2 separate regions of the Mus musculus genome follow, and region 2 is linked to region 1. The links are chromatin contacts, called in public promoter capture Hi-C maps. All regions are on one chromosome and are shown on one strand. Each heading gives the region's core, a stretch centred on a gene start, on an enhancer-like site or on the middle of the called end of the contact. The rest is flanking DNA. Distances are from core to core; before and after follow the strand shown.

Region 1 (4,735 bases), core at 1,142-3,641:
TAATGTAGTGGCAGGGAGTAAAAGAAACATGTGAGACAAGTAGAGTGGATACAAGACCAGCAGAGTTAAATGTCAAGTGAAAACAGCATCAATACGCAATGACATAGTGACATGTCAAAAGATTTATCACCAGTCCCCAGCTTCAGAGGCCACCAATTGGTCAGCAAAGCCAAATGTGACCAAAAAGAGAAAATGCCGCCACCAAGCATCAAGAAATGCTTGCTTTAGCACAGAGAAGACACTTCCCCCCTCTAAAAACCCTGTGTGAAGCCAAATTAAAACAAAAATAAGCTAAGGAACAAAGAAAGGGGAATTCTGCAGGACGCATTTCCCAGCTCCACTCCTCCCAGGAACGAGAATGAACAAACTTGGCAAGGAAAGCATAATGCTTGAAATACCTTTCCCCTTACACAGTAAGGAATGTTATCCTGCTCTTTCTACCCTCTGCGCAGTCGTTTCAAAAGTGTACTTCTACAAAATACAACTGGGTTTCCCAGAAAGGTTTTGACAGGATAAGGTACTCCATGCCTGTAAAGAAAGGGGCACTTGGAAAGAGAAAGGAGGGTTGCCCCAAGTTCAAAGACACCTGATCTACATACATATGGAATTCCTATCTCAAAAGAGGGGAAGGTGACTTTATGGGCAGAAAAAAAAAAAAAATCAAAAGAAATGATGACTAGTCTTTAACCCAAGACCTTCAGGAGTGTTTAGTATGCTTATGCAGACTGTGAACCCCAAAAGGGTAGACAATATCCTTGAGAGAAAAACTGTATCACCTCATAATTATATGGTTCCTTCTTATTAATGCATTTATCAAACTTGGCTATATTTTAGTATTTTAGATAAGTCCAAACCTGGCATCCTGGCATTTCTTACTAAGACTACAGCCTAGACTCACTGAGTCAATTTCTGATGTTCCTACAGATTCCTCAGTTCAGAACAGGTTGTCACGGGATCACCTCATCTTGTCCCAACTTTATTCAGATCTCTCTGTGTGTATGTGCGTGTGTGTTTCTGAGAGAGAGAGAGATTGAGACTCAGACAGACAGACAGACAGACAGACAGACACTAAGATTCTGGCAGTCTCCCAGAGTGACTGGCAAAAAAATATTCCAAAAGCCACAAAGAGCCAGTTGGAGAGGACCCATTCCCTAACGTTTACAAACTACCTATTATGGGAGAGCTACTCACATGCTGGGGGTACCACAAACTTAAGTCAAATGTGGGTCCAACTTAAGTATCTCCGGGAGAGATGACCTGGACTGAGGGAGGATCCAGGAGCTCCTTTTGAAAACCTGCCTTGTAATGGGCCCGTAAGGCTGACTGACTGAAATGAGCTAGGAATCAGGCAAAGCATGAACAAGCAGGTGAGCCCACAGGATGCACCAAGAAAAAAAGATTAGGGCAAAGGGATGGCCAGGGGCCAGTCCATGGGCAAAGTTGAATGTCCACGCTGCACTTTTTTTTCTGAAGATGACAAGACACAAAAGGTTTTTCAAGTACAGGAGCTATAATATAGAGCAAGGGGCACCAGATAAATTCACGAATGAAAAATGTGAAAGCTTTTGTTAAAAAAAAAAAAAAATGAAGTTGGTGAAAATCAGGCTCAGGATCCACCGCAGATGTGCTGAAATCTAAATCTAGCCCCGAAGTGCCTGATGCCCGGGTTCGCACCGCCGTAAAAAGTGGGACGAGAACCACAGCAGCACCCACCCGCGTCACCCGGCTGCTGAGGATTTAAAATAATGAGTGTGGACGTAAGGCAGCCACGCTGACGTAGTGGCCTCAAGAACGCCAGCATCTTCGCGCTGGGCTGGAAAGAGAGACAGCAGCTGGGTAGCCTGGGCCGTGAGGCCCAGCGAACCTACAAGCCCCTTCCTCCCGCGCGCCGGGCAGCGCCGGGAGGAGCTCAAGGCCGCCAGTCGGGCCCCATCACAGGCTGGGGCTCTGGGAGACCCCTCCGCGGCGGCACACCGCGCTCTCTACCTCACCAAGCCCGGCTGCCCGCGTCGCCGGACTCGGCCCCTTTCCTTAGCCGGGCCACGCGGCCCGCGCGCGGGAGCCGGCAGCTCGCGTTCCGGGACTGCCCGCCCCACTCCCGTTAGAGATGCAGCCCATTGGGCAGAACGCCGGGCCAGCTCTCCCCTGATTGGTGAGAAGAGACGTTTATCGCCCCGGCGGCGTGGCCGTCCGCGCCGGGCTCTGTCGGCGCCACAGGCTCTTGCACCCGGGAGCCGTTCCACCGGGATCCCTGAAGTCTGCCTACCTGAGGCCGGCTTCGGAGTCTCGTGTCAGCCACAGCAAGGCCGGCGCGCGCGTGGTGAGCCTCGGGCAGCCAGTGCTCGGCCGGGCCGCATGCGCCAGCCGTCTTTCTGAGAGGCGGGCTCTAGGCGGTGCGCACGCAGAGGGCGGGGAGAGGCGGGCCCAGGGGAGGGTGGGGCTAGGGCGCGCATGCGCGGGACGTCTCGCCGCAGCTTGTTGAGTGGCTACTGCGGGTGGGTCTCGGGAGTTGTGGGTTCTGTGGGCTTCCTCGCCCGAGGTCTAGAGGATGCTGGTGACTCGCATCTAACCGGAACCCTGAGGGCCTTTGCCTGGTCCCGCAATAGCCGGTGGACACTCTCACCTCCCATCCGCCTTCCCTCAGGCTGCGGGCCAAATCATCTCGTGCTCTCGCCCCGCACCGCCGCCTTCTCCCGGTGCCTGCTTGTCTCCCTCTTAGGCCGGGCCGCTTGGCTTCACGTCCTAGCCAGCTGCCTTTCCACACAACGCACCCTGACGGTGCCTGCATTAGAACAACTGTCGCGAGCCTACTTCCATCCGGCACTAAATGTAGAGAGGCAAACGAGCCCACTTCTAACAAGTCATGGGGATTTTCACAGACGATTGGGACTTGGGGAGTTAGTGTACAGCGGGTTCTGAACACGTAGCAGAAACGTTTACTGGCAAGGAAGGGAGGGAGGAATAGAAAATGAGGCAGAAGAAAAAGTCTGTGTGCACATTCCAGGCGAGGTCCAGAAGAGCCTTGCAGAGTGAACAGTGCAGGCTGGAGAGGTTGGAAGGGCAGCTCTATGCAGAGCGTTGTAGGCAAAAGATTTACAGCACCCAAGGTGATGATTTTGTCTTTTGAATACTACATAAACCCATGTGAGTTTTTAATACCCTCCACCCTGCAAAAACTACACAAAGGTTTCCTTAGGAAGTACCTTGTACCTTGAACTCCATCCAGGAGGCTTGTTTCCTTCCATTAGGAGTAATTTATTGCTTTTTTTTTTCTTCTGTCTTTGCTGAAAGAGTTAAAGAAAAGGTATGCCTCCCATGACCATACTGGTTTTTTTCAGGAAAATGACTCAAACAAGTAGAATTCCAAGAAACCACTTAGGAGAATTCTACAGGGGCTTCTCTCGGAGACTTCCGGATTCTTTCAGATCCCAACCAACAGCATGCTCTGAGTCTGCCCAAATACCCAAACTGCTCTGCTCCAAGAAGCTTCCATAAGAGGTACAAAACTGAACTCCTCCCCCAGTCGCTCTTCTGGGGGACCCCTTCACTCCCCTCCACTCTCCCATATTCTCTTTGATGGTCTTGCTTTCCATTTCACCAAGAAAATGCAAGCCAACAAGAGAACTTCTGTCTACCAGCCTGCTTTCATGTGTGCGAGCAGCATGGTCTTTCATCTTGGTACTTCAGACAAGTGGCTGCAGTGGAGAGGGCAGCCCCCCTCTTCTCACTGCTTCAGGTGCCATACAACTCACCGATGCCTGGGATGTCTCCCCTCCACATCACCAGTTTTCTCCTTCTACTACCCCAGTGCAGAGTGTTACATGGTTCTCCCATGTTTGCCCAGGGCCCTTGTTTGTCTACAGCCATCTCTGCTTCACCTCCCAGTCTGTCACTTTTCAGCAAAACTCGAGGAAAATGTTGGCACTGACTATCTCTGGGTTTTGTTTTCCACCCTTTTCCTTGTACGAGTTCTAGTCAGCCATTGTTCATGTTCCTGTTAACTAAATATTTTTATGTGTTTTGGTCATGAGCCAATGTCGTTAAAGCCTGAACTATGTCCAGCCCAGTTTATGTTCTGTAATTCCACCAAAAATGTTTTGATCAAAAATCAAGTTCATGTTCCCAAACCTTATCTCTGAACATAGGGTACAGATTCTAATTCCATACCTGTTCTCAGACCCTAAAGGAAGACAATATGTGCATGATGTGAATGCATTTATGCATACTTAAACTACTTGTTTTCCTAACCTTAGACTCAGTCTTCCTGTAAGCTTCTATGTGCAGCCATAGTCCCAAAACACAGCCCCCTGAACTGACATCCTCTGTGGCATCTTATGTCCCCGCTGGTCATTCCCTCCCTAAAATGGTCTTCTCCTGGCTTCTTGGAAACCATATTCATTTTTTTCCCTGAGTTATAGGCCTCCTGCATCTGCCTAGATCCTCTTCTTGACCTGTAAATAGTGTTCTGCCTTGGGCCTTATTTTAAAAGTCTCCACTTAAATCATCTTCTAAATAATCATGTTCAAAATGACAACTCTGGAATTGATATCCCTAGCCTGGACTTGTTCTGAACTTCATGAGTAATTCCCCTCCTAGCACAGTACTTAGTCAGCTAGGCATCTTGTCCTCCATCTCCACCTGCCTCTCTGGGATGCCTTTCATCATCAACTGCTCCTCAGAGAATGGGGTCAAGGCAAACTTTCTAAAAAGGGCAGGTCACCCATACTCGATGCTA
Region 2 (4,735 bases), core at 1,001-3,500, 640 kb after region 1:
TAAAAGATTTTGTATTCTGCCTTTCCAATGTGGAACCAATGTCAGGCACCGGTGACACATATCTAATCTCAGTTCTCTAGAGCAGAGGCAGGCGGAGGTTTAAGGTGAGCTTGGTCTAAAGAGTTAGTTCCTGGGCATCCAAGGATACACAGAGGGGGGAAAGAGGGAACCAAGAAAACTATTCAACTAGTCTAATTAATGGTCCAATTTTCCCACACTACTTCTGTACAGTATATTCTGACAATCCGATCTGACTGGCTACAGTCACCCTTTAATGTTTTGCTGGCAGATAATGTAAACTTCAAAGCTCTGTTCAAAATCCACAGTTGTTTTCCTACTTCCACTCTCCCTGCAATTACTTCCCTCCTGTCCCACAGCATTCTGTGTTCCCTCTCATCTCTACCTCTGTCACTCTTGCTCCAGGCCCTCCTAGGATTCAATTATATCCTGTAAGTCTGAGGCTCTACCCTACCCAAAGTGGCTTCTCCCAGTTCTCAACACACATTACATCCATTTTTTTTCTGTCATTCTCACTAGGCTGTCCCATGAAGTCTCCTTACACCCTCTGCGTGACATTTTTTTCTCATCACTACCAAAACTGCACTAATTAATTCTGTCATTTCTTTTTGGGGGGTGGTATGAAATGTCTATTTGAGAGAGGAATATCACACTGTAAGCCTAGCCTGGGAGTCCATTATAATGCCCAAGACGCCCTTCAACTTCCATAAGTCTTCCTGGCACCATTCTAAGGGTTGGAAAAAATCTGTGGAATACATGCCTGCCCTAAATAAGAGTGATCATTATTAGTAGACAATAATGAGAATGCTGACGATTGTGCACACAAGAACTGACATGATCTAATGTATAGAAAATATTAGCAGAGAAAAATTCCAAATAGACGAAGTTCTGGGTCAAAGAGTGGGATACAAATGAACTCAACAGAGACAACTAATTCTGCCCAGGACCAACAAAGCAGATTGCTCACTACTCCAACTACAACTTTCTAACTCCACAATCTTTTCAGCACTCAATTGCTCATTAAGAGTCCACGTACCAACATACCTCGATTATTTTCTATTCTCTAAGGTACTCCAAATGAGGAGCAAAGGGATGGCAGAAACCTGATAGTCTAAGTACCAGATGCAGAAACAATGACGGCAAGCATTTACACTTGGAAGACACTCGAAAACATAGAAAAAAAACTGCAACGTGGTCACGGAGACCAAACTTAAAATCACATCTGTCAGCATGTAGCCCCACAGATTGGGACCCGCACAGAAACGATCAATCACCCGACTGCCAAAGAGGCCATTCTCTATATCTCTCTCCCGACCTCTTCCACTCAGACTAATCTCCATTACAGAGCTACCAGGCTCCATTCCTAGTAGTACAACCAGCAGATGAATACAAAACAGGTCAAAGAATGGCATAAACATATCTTTTCACACCCGCCCACAGTGGCAAAAACAAACAAACAAACAAACACCCCACAAAAACCAATCAACCGGCTCAGTATTCCCTAATCAGAAAGCTCCAGACGCCATCCAAGACCAACCGTCGTATCTTAGGGAAGCCAAAAGATGTGACTTTAAAGATAAGTCTCTGGTCAGAGCCCACCTCTCCTGATTGTTCAGAAAAACAAGGTTTTTCAGTTTGGAGATCAGCACACCACTCAAAAAAAAAAGCATCTCCCTGCAGGAACTGGCAATCGATCCCTCAGGGGGGCAGTGGCGCTCCAACCACCCGGCCAGGACCCAGGCAACAGCGACAGGGCACAGCCCTTGCAGGGAGCTCTCTGGGCTCAGGACCGCCCAGCGCAATCCGCCCGGGCAGTGACTGAAGTCGGGTTACGGCAGAGCTGGGCCTGCCCGGCCCGGGGGCGCGGCGAGATACGGGGGTGGCGTTTTTCCCCGCGAAGCCCCCGGCTGTTGAGGCGGATCCCGAGTCTCTTCTCCCGGCCTCCCCGCCCCTCCACCCTCGGCCATCTAGTCCACCCCTCACCTGGCAGAAGCTCCGGCAGTAGCTCAAAGATGAGACCTCGGACACCTCCTGCTCCCTCAGCTCGGTCTCCAGCTGCCAGAGACACGGTCGTAGGCCCGGCGCTCCCGACGCCGGAGATGCAGGGCGATGACCCCGAGCCATGGACTCAGTCTCGACTTCGGCTCCCGCCACCGCCGGAGCCTCAGCCCCAGCCCCGGCCCCGGCGGCGGCCGTGGCGTCTCCCTTTCCGTCCGCCATCTTCCCACGGCCCAGCAGCGCGTAGGCAACCAAACCACGTGACTCCGCCTGGCCCCGCCCCCAATCGCCCGTGTTAGTGACGCACCCCCCTGGCGACGCTGGCGCCAACTTTATCCGTCACTAGGACGCCGAATGTTGGTCCTCTCAGAAGTCTCCACCGCAACCGCCCTAGCAACAGCCTAGCAACGGCGAGATTCTAGCGGCCCTGGGTTCTACAGGCCCTTCAGAGTCGAGGAGCGCAAAGGGCCTAGAGACAATGGAGATATGAGAGAGATGTCTGCGGAGCAGCGAACCGAAGAGCAAGGGAAAGGCAGCCCAGAAAGAAGCTCGGAGAAAAGCATCCCCGGTTGGAGGAAAATAAAGATTGTTAGGCCGACCTGAAAACAAACTGAAGGGAATTTGGTTTAAAATGGGAATGGCATTACTAGTCGCTGGAAAAAGGATTGGTCAAAATATATGGCGTTGAGACGATTCTACTAAAAAGGGGGGGGGGGGGACTTTTAAAAAGTTGTTTTCAAGACAAGGATTCCCTGTGTAGGACTAGCTGTCCTGTAACTCACATTGCAGATCAGGCTGGCCTCAAACTTAAAAGTTCACCTGCCTCTGCCTCCCAAGTGCTGCGACTGGAGGTGTGCAGAGACAGGCTGGATCTCTGTGGGTTAGAAGCCAGACTGGTATATAGAGCGAGTTCCAGGACAGCCAAGGCAAAGCCACTGTAATCCAGCACTTGAGAGACTGAGACAGGAGGATCATGAGTTCCAGGTATTAGTGGGAGGGGACAAGAAAGAAATGCAAAGAAGAACAGAGAAGAAAAGGGAGAATGGCAAAATGGTGTGGCTGGAGCCCAGTAGATGAAGTGGTGAAAACAAGAAAAAAATATGTATATATGTGTGTGTGTATATGTATATGTGTGTGTGTGTGTGTGTATATACACATACATTATATATATATATATATATGTATATATATATATATACATATATATATATATATATATATAAAATCCAGAACATAAGATGTTTGGTCTAGTATACAAATGAGGGATACCCTCACTTCAACTGGAGGAACTCTATAAACAATGGGTCTAGATGAAGGTAAATGTATAATTTGATAATGGGAGATTTGAGAGTTATGACCTAAATGTTGCTTTCCCCTCCATGAAATATGAGCCATTGTGCTGATTGGTCAGTTGTTTGTGACTTTAATACAAAACCAGAGTCACTTGGGAGGAGGGAACCTCAACTGAGAGGTGCCTCCATCCCACTGATCCCTGTAGGCATGTCCATGACATGTTTTGTTTGTTGACTGACGTGGGATGGCCCAGCCCACTGTGGGTGGTATTACCCCTGGGCAGATGGTACTGGGAGGGATAAGCAAGGGACAGCATCTGAGCATAGAAGCAAATCAGTGAGAAGCGTTTTCCCCACAGTTCCTGCCTCTGCTCCTGCTTGAGTTACTGCTATGGCATCTGTACTGGCTAATTTTGTGTCAACTTGACACAGGCTGGAGCTATCACAGAGAAAGGAGCTTCAGTTGGGGAAATGCTTCCATGAGACCCAGCTGCAAAGCATTTTCTCAATTAGTGATCAAGGGGGGAGGTCCCCTTATGGGTGGTGCCATCTCTGGGCTGGTAGTCTTGGTTCTATAAGAGAACAGGCTGAGTAAGCCAGGGGAAGCAAGCCAGTAAGTAACATCCCTCCATGGCCTCTGCATCTGCATCTGCATCTGCATCTGCATCTGCATCTGCTCCTGCTCCTGCTCCCTGACCTGCTTGAGGTCCAGTCGTGACTTCTTTCAGTGATGAACAGCAATGTGGAAATGTAAGCTGAATAAACCCTTTCCTCCCCAACTGCTTCTTGGTCATGTTTGTGCAGGAATAGATCCCTCAATGATCACCTGGGACTGGGACATGTAAGCCACACAAACCCTTTCTTCTCCAAGTCAATTTTGGATATTGAATGGATCACAGCAATAAAAGGACAATCATCAAGCTTCTTAGGGGGAAAAAGCCTTGTTCAAGTTGTTACAAAGTGAGAAAGGAGAGAATGCATACTAGATAAGATACAGGGAGACTCTAGGGCACTGTTGAATGGTCAAGATGTTTCTTAAAAATTGTCTGTCTGTCTATCTATCTATCTATCTATCTAGTCTATCTTTCTGTTCTTCTGTCCATCCATCCATCCATCCATCCATCCATCCATCTATCCATTTATCTATTATCTATTTTTACCTCCCTGAGACTCAGTGCCCATCTGTTTTGATAATTAACTCTCCCAAGGTACAGTTAGCTTGACCAAGGAGTTTATCAGAACTGACCTCTAGAGGAATTTGTTTTTAAGACAACAGACTTTGGGCCTGGGTATGCTTAAGAGACTTTGTGAGCTACTCAAACATTGGAAACAGAAAGCTCCAGCTCATCTCTGAAATTAGCCCCATTATAGTAGTGGATCACAGATAAAATGCTTGTGGGTCCAGGAAGATGCTAGACATGAAATAA

Evidence for each region. Promoter capture Hi-C pulls out the DNA fragments that hold promoters and counts their contacts.
Region 2: a promoter capture Hi-C map of pre-B cells shows a contact between it and region 1, with 5 times the contacts expected there. The contact joins the promoter of Rlf here to the promoter of Ctps in region 1. A contact is called at or near these places in 7 of 39 promoter capture datasets (the 3T3-L1 cell line, the HPC-7 cell line, cranial neural crest and 4 more), 3 of 484 Hi-C or Micro-C datasets (B cells, adipose-derived mesenchymal stem cells and pre-B cells), 2 of 115 datasets of contacts at active chromatin or transcription factors (memory CD8 T cells and thymic regulatory T cells) and 1 of 9 other capture datasets (adipose tissue).

The regions. Positions count from the first base shown.
Region 1 is chr4:120,567,885-120,572,619 of GRCm38.p6, forward strand. It overlaps Ctps (cytidine 5'-triphosphate synthase), which reads right to left and starts at 2,392. Exons shown (of 19, transcript NM_016748.2): 1 at 2,267-2,392.
Region 2 is chr4:121,212,834-121,217,568 of GRCm38.p6, forward strand. Rlf (rearranged L-myc fusion sequence) reads right to left here and starts at 2,251. Exons shown (of 8, transcript NM_001346660.1): 1 at 2,002-2,251. The coding sequence starts at 2,238.